Regions from separate parts of the Mus musculus genome. Here region 2 is linked to region 1. The links are chromatin contacts, called in public promoter capture Hi-C maps. All regions are on one chromosome and are shown on one strand. The core of a region is the stretch at or near the end of the contact, and the rest is flanking DNA. Distances in the headings are between cores, read along the strand shown.

Region 1 (6,918 bases), core at 3,678-6,177:
AGTGGCAGATGAGTGACAGGATCCAGGTCACACATGGGCCTTCGTGGCAACAGTGAGGAGTCTGAAAGCTTCGTGTGTGTGTGTGTGTGTGTGTGTGTGTGTGTGTGTGTGTGTGTGTGTGTTGGGAGGGGGCAGTTAGAATCCCAGAGAGCAGATAAGGTGAAGGCATTGCCCAGAGCGTTTAGCAGAGCATCTGGGGTGTAGTGCTCAGTATGTGGGCACTGCTTCTCCTTGCTCCTCACTGGGGTTGTGATGTGCTCGCAGATGGTGCCCAGTCTCTTCTTGGTCTTTGACGGAGGCTTCTGAATGTGGGGTGCATAGAGGAAGGAAAATGCTGGGGATCTCGTCACCCGGGGAGCGTAGGTCATCCTTAGCTACGACAGAGGTTTGAGGCTAGCCTTGGCTATATGAGACCTTGTCTTAAGAAAGGAGGCTCTCTGTTGGTGCTGAGAGTGCAGCTCATCAGCAGAGCATAGAGCGTGTGCCTCTGGATCACATCGCCAGCTGCAGTCATGAGGATTAACAAGTGAATAATATTTTAAAAATTCATAGTTCATCCTTGCTATGTGAGTCCTCTCATAACTTGTGAGATTGTGTTTTTTGTCGCTTGTTTTATAGACAGGGAAACAGAGAGAAGCTACTCTGCCAGGGTTGCATCAACTTGGGCTGGGGAGTGTAGACTGTTGCTAGAGAGCTCTTGCATATGTACTGCTCTAGGTTCCATCCCTAACACTGCAAAATACAGAACACATATATGAATCGTGCCAGGATTTCTACACGGGATTCTCTGTGTAGCCCTGGCAGCCCTGGGAACTCCTTCTGTAGACCAGGCTGGCTTTGAAGTCACAGAGATCAGCCTGCCTCTGCCTCCCCAGGGCTAAGACCAACTGTGTGCACCACCACTGCCTGGCTTTATTCTCTCTCACGTGCTCTTCAACCCCTCCAATTTTTCTTTAGAGACTGAGACCCACATTGTAGCCCATGCTGACCTGACACTCATCAGGCAGCCCAAGAAAGCCCCAAACAAACTCCCAAGTGCTGAGATTTCAGATGTACACTGCCAGTGCCAAGATCTGGATCCAGACACTTGGCTCTAGAGTCTACACTGTGTAACTCCCACTCCCAGATACCAGAGGGAACAAACTCATTGCCACGGCAGGTCCCCTTCTTGAAGGTTGCTATCCCCCAAACCCTGATGTCCTGGTTCTCATTACAGGGGCCGCATGGAAGCTCCTCTCAGGTGTACGAGAAGGCCAGACACAGGTAGACACACCCCAGATAGGGGACATGGCTTACTGGTCCCACCCCATTGACCTGCACTTCGCTACTAAAGGTCTCCAAGGTGGGTACAGGATGACAGGATGGGGAGGGGCAGTCAAACTAAGAGGAGCTGGGCTTGGAACACCATGGCTGTCTGCTCCCTGTACTTTGTGGGTCCCTTTTCTGGTACAGCCTCCCCTAGAGCAGTGCATTTGAGGCCTCACCCGAGCTATTCAGAACCCTAGGCCTGTGGAATGTGCCGGAGGTTGGGGTAGAGAAGATATCAGGAAGTGGGGGTCAAGTGGGAGGGGCCTTTGACTAACGGCCACTGAGGAGGCTGCATAGGGTAAAGAGAGATAGATAGGGAGGAGAGGGACAGGAAATGGGCCAGTTGCCGTTGCTCACACAGGCAGAGGTTCTGCTCAAAGGGGAAGTGAGTCTTCGAGGGAGGAGGAGGGTATCATGTCAGTGCAGCTTTTCTGGTTAAAACACAGCAGATTCTGGGAATGAGGACTGTTGACTGAGCCTACGTCTGTCCAGCTTGAGCAGGGACATCCCCAACTAAGAAGGACCCTCCAAGCCCTGTCATCAAGGGTTCCATTATAGGTAGAAGATAGACCTGTTTCCAAATGTGGCCAGCACAGAGGCCCTGGAAACACAGAAGTCATCTCTGATTGGTCCCATGGCCTTATAGGGCAGAGCAGTTAGAGTTCTGCTGTAAAGGGCCAAGAGAAGCTAACTAGGCCCAAGGACAAAGACAGAGGGTGGAGTCAGAGAGCTGGAGCCAGGTAGAAATGGGGAGGTGTGTCCTGGGTATTCGCTGTCTGTGGGTGAGAAGGACAGTGGGGGATGAGGCGGCAGGGACAGAATGTAAGGCCTCGCCTGCAAAGGCACTAAGACTGATTCTCGAAGGCTCTGGGGAGCCCAAGAAGAAATGGATGGATCAGATTCTCCTTCTGAACAATTGTACTAGTTTGTGAGGGTGATACGTTGGAAGTTTTCCTCAGTCCTGGCCTTAGCTGTCTTCCTCCCTGTTTGCTTCCTTCTTAGTCTCTCAGCTCACCAACAAACCCTGGCGGCTCTGAAACCCACTTTTGTTTCTCACCCCATCCCACCCAGCCTTCTCTGTCCATCTTCTCTTTCCGGGACCATTTTTTGTTTTTTGTTTTGTTTTGTTTTGTTTTGTTTTTCAAGACAGGGTTTCTCTGTATAGCCCTGGCTGTCCTGGAACTCACTCTATAGACCAGGCTGGCCTCAAACTCAGAAATCTGCCTGCCTCTGCCTCCCAAGTGCTGGGATAAAAGGCGTGTGCCACCACGCCCAGCCTTCTGGGACCATTCTTTCTTTCTGTCTTCACTGTGCTCTCAGGGTTGGATACTGGACTGGACCCTGGGAGGACCTAAATACAGCATGTTCTTCCTCTGTATGGAACCTGCCTGCAGGCCTCCTATCGCTCAAGAGAAAAGCCGGAGCCTTCTCTGGCGTCACAGGCCTATGGAATCTGGCTGTCACCTCTGTCCTTTGTTCCCCACGACTCCCCGTTCTAGCCTCATTGGCCCCACCAGGCTAGCTCCTACTTCGGAACTTTTGCACTGACTGGATCTGTCATTCCCCTAGGTGCCTAGAGAGCCCACTTCTTTAAGCATTTATGTTGCATCCTGGTTGGCTTGTTTGCTTTTTGAGATAGAGTCTCAGAACATAGTCCAGCCTAGCCTGGGGCCTCAGCAGCCCAAGTGTGTGCCAAAATGTCACCCTTCAGATATGTAGCCCTGGTTGTCCTAGAACTCATTGTGTAGCCCAGGCTAGCCTTGAACTTCTGGGGATCCTCTTGCCTCTACCTCCCAAGTGCTGGCATTCCAGCTGTACACTGCAGTGTTCAGCCCCAAATGTCACCTTCTTTAGGAAAGCTTCCTTCAGCTGCTCCCCAATTTTCCAAACTACATCTCCACCCCTCCCTTTCTGGCTGTTGTTTTTCCCCAGAGCGGTTATCACCATATGACATACCCTATAATTTACTTATTTACTATGTTGGTTGTCTAGGATGTCAGCTTCACGGGGCAGGAATTTTTGTCTGCTGTGTTCATTGCTGTGTCCCCAGCCTGGAGAACAGGGCCTGCCAGGGGAGGGCTTAGGGTTGGGGGGGGGGGGGGCTGGGCTGCATCTCCAAGCATTGGACTGTCAGGCTGGGACACTCAGCTGTGCATTGAGGCCACTAGAAACCTAACGAAGGGGAGAGATGGCTCCACTGGGGAAGAAAGGAAATCTGAGTCAGGTGCGTGAGAGCAAAGCAAGTCCATGAGGAGGAGGGCGGAAGGGGTCTAAGCTGAGGTGCTGACCTGGGGGCCTGGGAGAGTGAAGAGACCACAAAGGGAGGTCAGACGAGGCCAGACTTGACTTGAGAGGTTGGACTTTGTTCTGTGGCCCAGGGGAGTCATGGGAGGGTTTTGAGCAAGAGGGTAATGTGGATTGCTCTAGATTCCTGTGACTACTATGTGGAGTGAGTGGGAGATGAGAACCCAGAGAGGAAATTCAGGCAATAATCCAAGGTAAAAGTACTGTGCGAGGTCTCCAGTGGTTTCAATGCTGGGAACCCGGGAGCAGGGTTCTGCCCCTTTGTCCTTTTCTCTAACGCCTCTCCTCCCGCAGGTTGGCCTCGACTCCATCTCCAGGTGTGGTCCCAGGACAGCTTTGGCCGCTGCCAGCTTGCTGGCTATGGCTTTTGCCATGTGCCTAGCAGCCCAGGCACTCATCAGCTGGACTGCCCTACATGGAGGCCCCTGGGCAGTTGGAGGGAGCAGCTAGCACGGGCTTTCGTGGGTGGTGGGCCACAGCTGCTGCACGCAGATACCATCTACAGCGGGGCTGACCGCTACCGCCTGCACACGGCCGCGGGTGGCACAGTGCACCTTGGTATCGGCCTGCTGCTGCGCCACTTCGATCGCTATGGAGTGGAGTGTTGAGGGACTTCATTGCTACTAATCGCCATCATCCACTGAGCACATAATGGCACAGCAGTGAAGCAGGCACGTGGACTCTGGAGACTGTCAGTCCTGATCACCCCCAAGTCATGGCCCCTATGCCATGGACTGCAAGGCCAGGAACTCCCCTGTGGCCCATGCTCCACTGAACTACGGGGTAGAAAGGGCTGTGGGTTGGAGGGACATGAGCAGGGCCCACTGTTTGGACTGTCGGGGGCACTTAATAAAAGCGTGTATTTCTCATGGGTAAGGTGCCTCCTTGTATCCGCTAAAGCTCTCAGACGTCGGTCTCCTTATTTCACTCTCCTTGACACTCTCATCCGCAAAGTCTGCCCCTGCCTTTCGCTCTCCACCGCCTAGGTCCCCACTTCTAATACAGGACTCTGTTTTCTCACGAAGTCCCAATTTTTCCTTTGACCCTTCAACAACTCCCAAATCCACCGGGGCGCTTTGGTTGGTCACCGGCTTTAGTAGTGCTCCGCCGCCAGGAGGCAGCACCCTGGAGGTGGGGCGAGGCCGGGGTGCCCGCCCCCTCCCCGCAGGGCTGAAGGGACCCCCCTTGGAGCCCGCCCACGCTAAGATGAAGACAGTGCCCCCCCATGCCCTCCCCCTGGGGCTGCCCCCGCCCCGCGCGCGCTTCCTGGGTGGGGCCGGGGCGGCTTCAAAACCCCCGCCGCCCCAGCCGGTCCCGCCGCCGCCGCCGCCCTTCGCGCCCCAGGCCGTCCCCCTCCTCCTCCCGCCGCGGATCCTCCAGACAGCCAGGCCCCCGGCCGGGGCAGGGGGGACGCCCCTTCGGGGCACCCCCGGCTCTGAGCCGCACTCGGAGTCGGCCTCCGCTGGGAGCCGGCAAAGGAGCAGCCGAGGAGCCGTCCGAGGCCCCAGAGTCTGAGACCAGCCGCCGCCGCAGGGAGGAGGGGGAGGAGGAGTGGGAGGAGGGACGAGCTGGTTGAGAGAAGAGGAAAAAAGTTTTGAGACTTTTCCGCTGCTACTGCAAGTCAGAGACGTGGGGACTTCTTGGCACTGCGCTGTCTCGCAAGGAGGCAGGACCTGAGGACTCCAGACAGCCCTGCTCACCGTCGTGGACACTCGATCGCTACCCGGCGTTCCTCAGACGCCCCTATTCCGGACCAGCCCTCGGGAGCCACAAACCCCGCCTCCCGCGAAGACTTCACCCCAAAGCTGGGGCGCACCCCTTGCACGCCGCCCTCCCCCCAGCCTGCCTCTTGAGTCCCTCGCATCCCAGGACCCTCTCTCCCCCGAGAGGCAGATCTCCCTCGGACCTGCTGGCAGTAGCTCCCCTATTTAAGAACACCCACTTTTGGATCTCAGAGAGCGCTCATCTCGATTTTTACCCTGGTGGTATACTGAGACACCTTGGTGTCAGAGCCTCACCGCGACTCCTGCTGCTTTCTCCCTCAACCTCAAATTATTCAGGACTATCACCTACCTTTCCTTGGGAGACCCCACCCCACAAGCCCTGCAGGGGCGGGGCCTCCGCATCCCACCTTTGCCGAGGGTTCCCGCTCTCCGAAGTGCCGTGGGGCGCCGCCTCCCCCATGCCGCCCTCGGGGCTGCGGCTACTGCCGCTTCTGCTCCCACTCCCGTGGCTTCTAGTGCTGACGCCCGGGAGGCCAGCCGCGGGACTCTCCACCTGCAAGACCATCGACATGGAGCTGGTGAAACGGAAGCGCATCGAAGCCATCCGTGGCCAGATCCTGTCCAAACTAAGGCTCGCCAGTCCCCCAAGCCAGGGGGAGGTACCGCCCGGCCCGCTGCCCGAGGCGGTGCTCGCTTTGTACAACAGCACCCGCGACCGGGTGGCAGGCGAGAGCGCCGACCCAGAGCCGGAGCCCGAAGCGGACTACTATGCTAAAGAGGTCACCCGCGTGCTAATGGTGGACCGCAACAACGGTGAGCTCCGAGGGGCCGGGGAGCCAGGAGGGAGCCCCCAGGGGGCGCCGGAGTGCAGGGGTCACCGGGAGGAAATTACCCTCAGAGGAAACTGGCTGGAGGAAGGGGAGCCCTGGGGGCACCGGGACAACTGTGTGGGTGTCCCAAAGAGGCTGGCACTTTCCCGTACCCCAGGTGTCTTTGAGAGGAATAGACAGCCTGCCAAAGTGATCCTCTCCTAGAAAAGCAAGGTCGTGGGGAGAGTCCCCTCTAGAAGAGGAGCATTTGGCAGGTTTTGTTTTAAGTTCCCCTAATGGTGCCTAAAAATGCAGGGCTCGCTGGGTGGTCTCTTTCCAGAAAGGTAGAACCCAGCTCAAGAGAATGGAAGGTGTCCAACATTTCGGAATGGAGATGCAATGTGGAAAGCCGACCCCAGACCGGGTCGTGAGATGGAGAGAAAACCTAGGGGATGGGTACCCTAGAACTGCCAAATAAAATCTCTAGTGGGCTTACTCTCAGAAAGCGACAGGCGCACGCTAGAGAGTGTGATCTGTGGAGTCACTACGGGGTTACAAGTGAAAAAGGAAAGCGACGTTGTTGGGAGAAGGACTCTAGAGAGGAGCAGAGAGGGTGCGGAAAATGAGCCCGGAGGTGTCACGAGTGTTTTGCTTGGGGGCGTAAAAGAGCGCGCGAGCCGGCAGGCGGAGCCCAGTGAAGGAAGCGAGCGAGTCCTCAAGAAATCTAGAATACTGGGTCATTGGGAAGGAGTCATAAAAAGGGGAGACTGGCT
Region 2 (7,368 bases), core at 2,192-4,691, 2.9 Mb after region 1:
TCCCACTCTTTGAAAGCTCATTTTTTTTCTCAATCAGATGTCTCTTTCTCAAAAAAAAAACCCTCCCCATTGCCTGAACCTCCTCCTCTGACCTATGTGGTGTCACCGTCCAGGAACAAATCTGACAGGCTCCGTTAGCTCGCTATGCAGCAACCACTCAGGCAGAGTGTAAATAGGCTCACCCCTACCAAGTCAGGCCTTTTCTCAAATGTCTACCCTGGAAGGTGCTCCTCATGGGAGAGTGGTCAAGGCCGTGGCCAATGTTATATATGTCTTAGAGAGTAACAGCCAAAGCCCTGAAGCCTGCTAGATGGGCATCATGGTCAAGTAGTCACAAAAGCCATCTCCCTGGGTGTGCAATGCCTGGCAGAGTGGGGCAGTCCATCATGTCTAGGTGGAGGAAATCACTGTGGCCAAAGGCACAACAGTCACAGCAGGTGGGTCAATGAAAGCACCTCTGCGCACTGCTGGGCACAACCTCTAGGAGAGTAATGCCCCAGCATCAGGGCCCAGTGTGAGCTCCACCACAAGGAGTAAGTCAAGACACACTATGGCTATGGCCCACAAGGAAACATTCTAGAATATTCATCACAGCACAGTGACAGCTCAGCAAGGAACTGGCCGTGTGGCCACCAAAACGTGATGACTCCTATGTGATGGATCATGAGAAAGAAATACTGAACAGCATGGAAATCAGGGGACCATCCAAGGCTGCAGAACACTGTGACATGTTCAGATGACACTGTATCTGTGCACAGTGAAACAGCAGCAGACATGAGACAAACAGGGGCATTCAAAGGACAGAGGTCAGATCTGGATCTGTGGAATGGGTGGGTCAGGTGGTGCTGATGCAGAGCCGGCATCTGTTAGGCTGCTGTCCTCTAGGTAGTGACGGCCGGCGGCTTTGCTGATCCAGTTCCTCAGGGAAGCTGGGATGGAGCGGGGTAATGTGCTGGGTGGATGGCATCCCTGGCTGGACTCCTGTGGCCTGACAAGGAGGGCTGGGCATTCCCTAACACTGAAAGCTTGCTTTTCTCGATAGCCCACCATAGCACATAAAGAACAAAATTAGTCAATATAAAAACACTTGCTCAGGACCCAAAGACAAGGCAGGGGCCTGAAACTGGGTCTCCAACGGCACAACCCCCATCTCTCCTTATCTGTGCCAAGCTGGCACCACAAGGCTGGGAATTTGGGTGACCTCACAGATCTGGTGCTGGTAGTATGCCAGCTCTCTGACACAGTCGGGTGCAGACAGGGGGTGGGGGTGGGGGTGGGTTGGCTGTGGAGAAAGTTGGGAGGCAGCGATGAGACTAGTACTTCCACAGCATGCCAGGCTGCCCGGTGCCTATCTTACCCTCCACAGCCAGCACTGTTCTTAGGTCCACTTTACACAGGAGGAGACGGAGGCACTTACTATACGTGGTCCTTCCCAGGTTGAGCCACTAGCAGGCCAGGACCTTTGCCCTTTCTGACCTTGTGTCCCTTCCTGTCCCTCCTACTCATCTTTCAGAGCTTCCTTGAGGGACTTTCCAAGGACAGGAACCTCAGGACAGACCCAGCATATACAGGCACTCTCCCTGTCCCTGCTCCATTTAGGCTCAGTGTCCTTGGCTGAGGGCTGGTCTTAGTACGCTCCTATGGGAGTGACCAAGCAGGCATTGAGGGTAGGGCTGAGTGCCTCTTGTCCCCTTGCTACAGTATCTGAGGACACCCCCCCACACACACACACACACAGACACTCTGCGGCCAGCTGATGCTCCAGAAGCGCCCAGAATCCAGCAGGAGTGCATATGGCCCCAAGAACCGGGAGAAGGCAGAATGGGCTCTCCCATGGAGGCCAAAGAAAGCAAAGCCAAGAGCTGCCCACGGTTGGCTAAGCATGAGTGAGAGAAGTGGAAAGATGGCTGACAGGAGGTCAAAACCCTGGAAGGAGGACCAAGGCTCAAACTGTAAAGCGTTTGGGAACCACTGAAGGCCACAGGGAGAGCTTGTGGTGTCAGGAATAGAGAGCGCCTAAGGTCACACCCACCCAATCAGAGGCTCACTGGACTCTGGGCCACCCACCAGCATGCCACTCCCATAGGCCCAGTGGAACCTCCCCTCCCAGGTCACACCCTTCCAAGGAGGCTAAACAGACACTCTGTTCCCACCCAGGGAGTGGCTTCCAGGAACAGACCTCCTGGGAAGTGGACCCTGTGGCAGGTAGCAGACCAAAGCTCCTTTCTCTTAACAAAGCTTTCTTGGCATTACTTTTTCTACCTGGAAAACAGGGGTGTTCTCTAACACCCAACTCACCCATCTCACAAGATAAGGGATGAAACAAGACCAGGCATACACGGTGCGCTCGCTCGCTCGCGCTCTCTCGCTCGCGCTCTCTCGCTCGCGCTCTCTCGTTAAACATTTACCAGCACCAAGATTTTGTGAAAGGCAGCAGGAGACAGAAGCACTCTGGGACAGAGCTCCGGAGCTGGAATCCCAGCTGCTCACCTTACTTCATTAGCTGACCTGGGGCAAATCACTTAGCTTCTTAATAACAGCTTTGGCTCCAGTGATGCTGTACTGCGCGCTAAATGAGTACATACACAGAGCTTTAACGCGGAGAGGGAAGCCCAGCCTATCATCAGTGTTTTATCAGTGTGTGGCCTTCATTATCAGTGGGAAGGGGCTCCCCTTCTCCTCCCACCACACACACCAGGACACACTTTCGAAGGCTCTGTTAGATGTCCCTGGTCCCCCTCCTCACCGCACGTGCCCCACTTGAGTTTTTAGTTTCTGGCCCTCCCAGAACATCTTCACCCGTCAGATTTTTATCTTCGTACCTTCTACCTAAGGGCTGTCTCAGACACCCCCCCAAAACCTAAAACTCAAGCACCTCCTCCTCCTCCTCCGGTTGAGGCTTTTAAATCTTTGACCGGGCAGCCGCCCACTTCTCTAGGTTGTGACCTCCAGCCCTGACAGACACACCCTCTTCTTAAGTTACTCTGAGCGCCCCCTTTTATGAGACCCGTTCCGAGCCCCTCCTATGCGCCCCCACTTAGTATTCCAAACTTTGCACAAATTTCAAACCCGGCCACGCCCCCTCCACCGGTCTAACCACTGGTCGCGACAGTCCCCTCCCCTTTCCCTCATTTTTGGGCCCGCGACCCTTTTCCACGCGACCCTCCCCTCCAAGAGTGAACTTTGACCCGACCGGCCCCGCCCCCTTCCGAATAACCGCTCTCCCACGGCGCGTGCCCAGACCCACCCGCCCCCAGCCACAAACCCCTTGCACGGTAACCCCCTAACCTACCGGCTTGGCGCCGCGGTCGCTCGCGGCCTAGCTGCCTGGCCCAGAACTCTGTGCCCGCGTACCGCCCTCAGCGGTCTCGCGCCGCCGCCGCCGCGGCTACTGCCGCCGCCATGTTGAATCCCCAATGAACATCCGGGGCCTCCCCTACTCCTCGCCGCCCACTAGTCCCCATGGCAACGGAGCTGACCGGGTGATGGGCGGGGCCTACTCGGAGGCGGGGCAGCGAGCCGGGCAGGGTTCCCTAAAACCACTGATTGGTGCGAGTGGCCCAATCGGAGACCGCTAGGTGGAGAATGAAGAGCAGAGATTGGGAAGTTTTGAAAAGGTGCGGGATCGTTGACTCCCCGCCCACTCCGCCTCTTAAAGGGGAAATAACGACTTTCGCGTGGCAGAGTCCCACGGGCTCCCAAAAAAGTAAAGTGGAATACGAGAACATAAAGGCCAGAAACAGTTCTTAAGCACTTATTATGCCTTTGTTAGCACGCGACTAGTTCTGCTGTAAACTGTTAACACAACCCTGTTGTTGTAACACCCATTTTACAGGTAAACAAGCTAATAGGATGCTAGTTGGTTTATGACTACTGAAAGCAAGTTTTGAATGAAGCTCTGTCCGAATCTGGAAATCTGACACTATTTGATCTTAATCTTTTAAATAAGTTTTTTTTTTTTTAAGTCAGTCAATCACGAGTGTGTGAGATGCATCAGTGGATAGAAGGCGCTTGTTGCCGAGCCTGAAGTTTGATCTCCTGGACCCACACGGTAGAACTGATTCCCAGGAGTTGATCTGTAGCCTCCACAAGAGAGCCATAGACATAAAATAGAGGGATAAGTGTAATTAAGTGTTTTTAAATTAATCAAAATGGAAAACACAGCGGAAACAAAGCCCATAAACTAATACACCCTTCCACCTATGGGTTCATTAGGTCTTACTGAAAAATTTAAAAATGCTTTCTCATCAAGGATTTTGAGGGTTTTATTTGTTTATTTGGGTATCAGACACTGAACTTAGGGCTTTTATACAGGACAGGCAAGCAGTAGTACTAGGGAAGTCCCCGGCCCTAGAGAATTCTAGGCAAATGCTTTCCCCAGCTGAGCCCCTTGGGAGACTGAGGCTACAGGTTTTCCCAAACAGGCTTTCTCTGGTTCTTTTCACGGGCTTTTTCTTCTGTCTGGAAGATTCTCTTCTTTAAGCATCCTCCTGACTCCCAGGGTTCCTTTGGGTTTTTCCTCAAACATTATGTTCTCTAAGGGGCAAAATGTCCTACCTTGTGCTATTAAATCCTTTGCCAGCTTCTGGCAAAGCTTCCTTTCCTTTGCCGCCTGTGGTTTTGTGTTTGGCTGGCTGGTTTTGGTTTCGTGAGACAGGGTCTCAGGACGTAGCCCAGGCTGACCTTGAACTATGCTTTTTGCTCGTAGCCAGAGCCTTGATATTATTGGTATGTAAATGCTCAGTACATATTTATAAAAGGGGTGGCTGACTAAAAGGTAATTCCACCCTCCAAAGATTCACTTAAATGATGCTTGCCTGTGTGCTTCACCTGCACACTGCCAGGCACACCGCAGGCATTCTGTTAACATGTGCAAACCAAGAATGAATGAAGGGCTGCGGTTCAGGTCTCTGCTTGCCTTCTTTTCTCCCCATCATCCCTATCTCTCCCTTCAGCTTATGTCCACTTGAACTCAAGGCCTCCGATGCACTAAGAGAGTCTTTTAGCACTGGGATTACAGGCACGTGTCTCCTTACCATGCCTGGAAGAATGGTCTGAAATATATATCTTAAAAAAACGATTTATGGGGAGAACTGGAAGGAGTGGAGGGATGGGACACTGCAGTTGAGAAGTAATGTATGAAAGAAGAGTAAATAAATTTAAAAATTATTCCCGCTGGGCAGTGGTGGTGCACGCCTTTAATCCCAGCACTCAGGAGGCAGAGGCAGGCGGATTTCTGAGTTCGAGGCCAGCCTGGTCTACAGAGTGAGTTCTAGGACAGCCAGGGCTATACAGAGAAACCCTGTCTCGAAAAACCAAAGAATAAAAAATAAAATAAATAATTATTCCCCACCCCAGAAAAATAAGTAGGTTTAAAGAAATATTCCCCATCCCTCTGTGTGTGTGTGTGTGTGTGTGTGTGTGTGTGTGTACCCCTCTGCGTGTGTGTGTTCTCAGAGGCTAGAAGAGGGCCTCTGAAAAAGCAACAAGTGCTCTTACGGACGGAGCCATTTCTCCAGCCCCAGAAAAATACCTTTTAAAACTAAGACTATATACATCATCAGTGACTCTTGATGTCAATAAATATTCTTCAAGAAGATTAATCTTGGGGCTGCCTAAGAAGCCATCCTACTAATTGACTCTAATTTGCTCAGCCACACTTTCCTCATTGAGCTCCTGTGCTGTGGTACACAGTTTGCTTTTAGAAACCATCATCCACAAAAATAAAAAAAACAAGCCCAAGCAGCTACATAATTGTTTCCTTTGAATACACGAGTGATGGGCTAGAGGAAATGTGAGCGAGTTCACCTTATCTTCTAAACTCTGAGTGTGGGGTCGGGAGCTGGGGATTGAGCCCAGGACTGTAAGAGAATCTTGACTGGTTCTGAATAAGTGAGGCACACTCTCAGCTCCTGAAGAACTGTTTGCTTGTATTTGGTTTTGTTTTAGACAAAGTCTCATGCAGCCCAGGCTCATGCCTGGAACTCAGGATGTAGCCAAGGATGACCTCCAGCTGATGATCTGTCTGCTCCCACATCCCTCGTGTTGGGAAGACAGGGGTGACCGCCATTGCCTCCCTAGAGATACAAACCACTTGTAGCAACGATGCTACAAGAGGCAGTGGGTGCTCTATACTCTCTCTCCCTTTCTCTCTCCCTCTTCCTCTCCCCCTCCTCTCCCCCTCCCCACCCCCCTGTCTTTCTTTTCTCCCTAGGTTCTTTTTTTTCCAAGACAAGGTTTCTCTGTGTGGCCCTGGCTGTTCTTGAACTTGCTCTGTAGACCAGATAGGCCTCAAACTTAGAAATCCACCTGCCTCTGACTCCCGAGTGCTGGGATTAAATGCGTGCCCCGCCATGCCCAGCTATTCTGAACATTTTTACGAACCTGGAATTTTATGCTAAAGTGGAATTATTGGTTTCTAGTTCACCCTAGAGACCAAAGTTGGGAGAATTCTAGGTGCTCGTTCATTCACCGGCTGCCCTCTGCTGCCTCCCTATGGTCGGGGACACACATCGCAAGATCATACAAGGGATTCATCACTTTGGCCTGTATTCTCACCGGTGTTTAAACACTCTTGTTGTTCACACTTTGGCCTGCATTCGAAGTATTCTCACCGGTGTTTAAACACTCTTGTTGTTTTTCCTCTTTCTTTATATTTGCTTGTTTTGCCTGTGTATGACTGTGTACCAGAGTGAGGGGGACAAAGAAAATGTTCTCTGTTTCTTCTGTGTGATTCCCAGGATTGAATTCAGGCCATTGAGCAAGCGCCTTTACACGCTGAGCTATCTCCCCAGCCCCCTTAATAGATTTTAAACCGAGGTCTGACTTCAAAACCTATGCTCACACTGGCTCAATAAATATATACACTGAGCACTCGCTGTGAGCCAATCACATTGAATAATGATAATGCCAACATTGACAGAGTATGCAATGCGGCAGGCCATGTAACATACACTCCCTTAGAATTTGCAGTAGGGTTCTCCCAGGAAGATGTAAAATTAACATCTGTCTCCACGCAGGGATGGTGCATGCCAACAACCAATGGAATGACTCACGCACGTTTATTAGGGGTTATTTATGGGGCTGTGGAGAGCTACAAATGACTGCACCCCCTCCCAAGAACACCTCCCCCCCACCCCGTTCATTTACTCCCCAAATGGTACAAATCAGGGCTTAGACCGCCACCTAGTGTTAGAACAGCAAACTTCAGGGCCTGGGTAACAACCAGACTCTAGGAAAAATTTGTGTTTATTTCTTGGCCCTTAAGAAAGGGTGCTGTTGGTGTCGGCAGAAGCTGTTTGAGCCTGGGAAGGTTGGCTTGTCTTACTGCAGTCTGTCATGAAGAACTGCTAAATGGTGGCTTGAAAG

The links. Promoter capture Hi-C pulls out the DNA fragments that hold promoters and counts their contacts.
Region 2: a contact with region 1 is called in a promoter capture Hi-C map of pre-B cells, with 2.3 times the contacts expected there. The contact joins the promoter of Pak4 here to the promoter of Tgfb1 in region 1. A contact is called at or near these places in 2 of 39 promoter capture datasets (liver and pre-B cells).

What each region holds. Positions count from the first base shown.
Region 1 is chr7:25,682,075-25,688,992 of GRCm38.p6, forward strand. Tgfb1 (transforming growth factor, beta 1) reads left to right here and starts at 4,928. Exons shown (of 7, transcript NM_011577.2): 1 at 4,928-6,149. The coding sequence starts at 5,795. B9d2 (B9 protein domain 2) reads left to right here. Exons shown (of 4, transcript NM_001362154.1): 3 at 1,217-1,342; 4 at 3,907-4,488. The coding sequence ends at 4,220.
Region 2 is chr7:28,594,743-28,602,110 of GRCm38.p6, forward strand. Pak4 (p21 (RAC1) activated kinase 4) reads right to left here and starts at 3,442. Exons shown (of 10, transcript NM_027470.3): 1 at 3,293-3,442.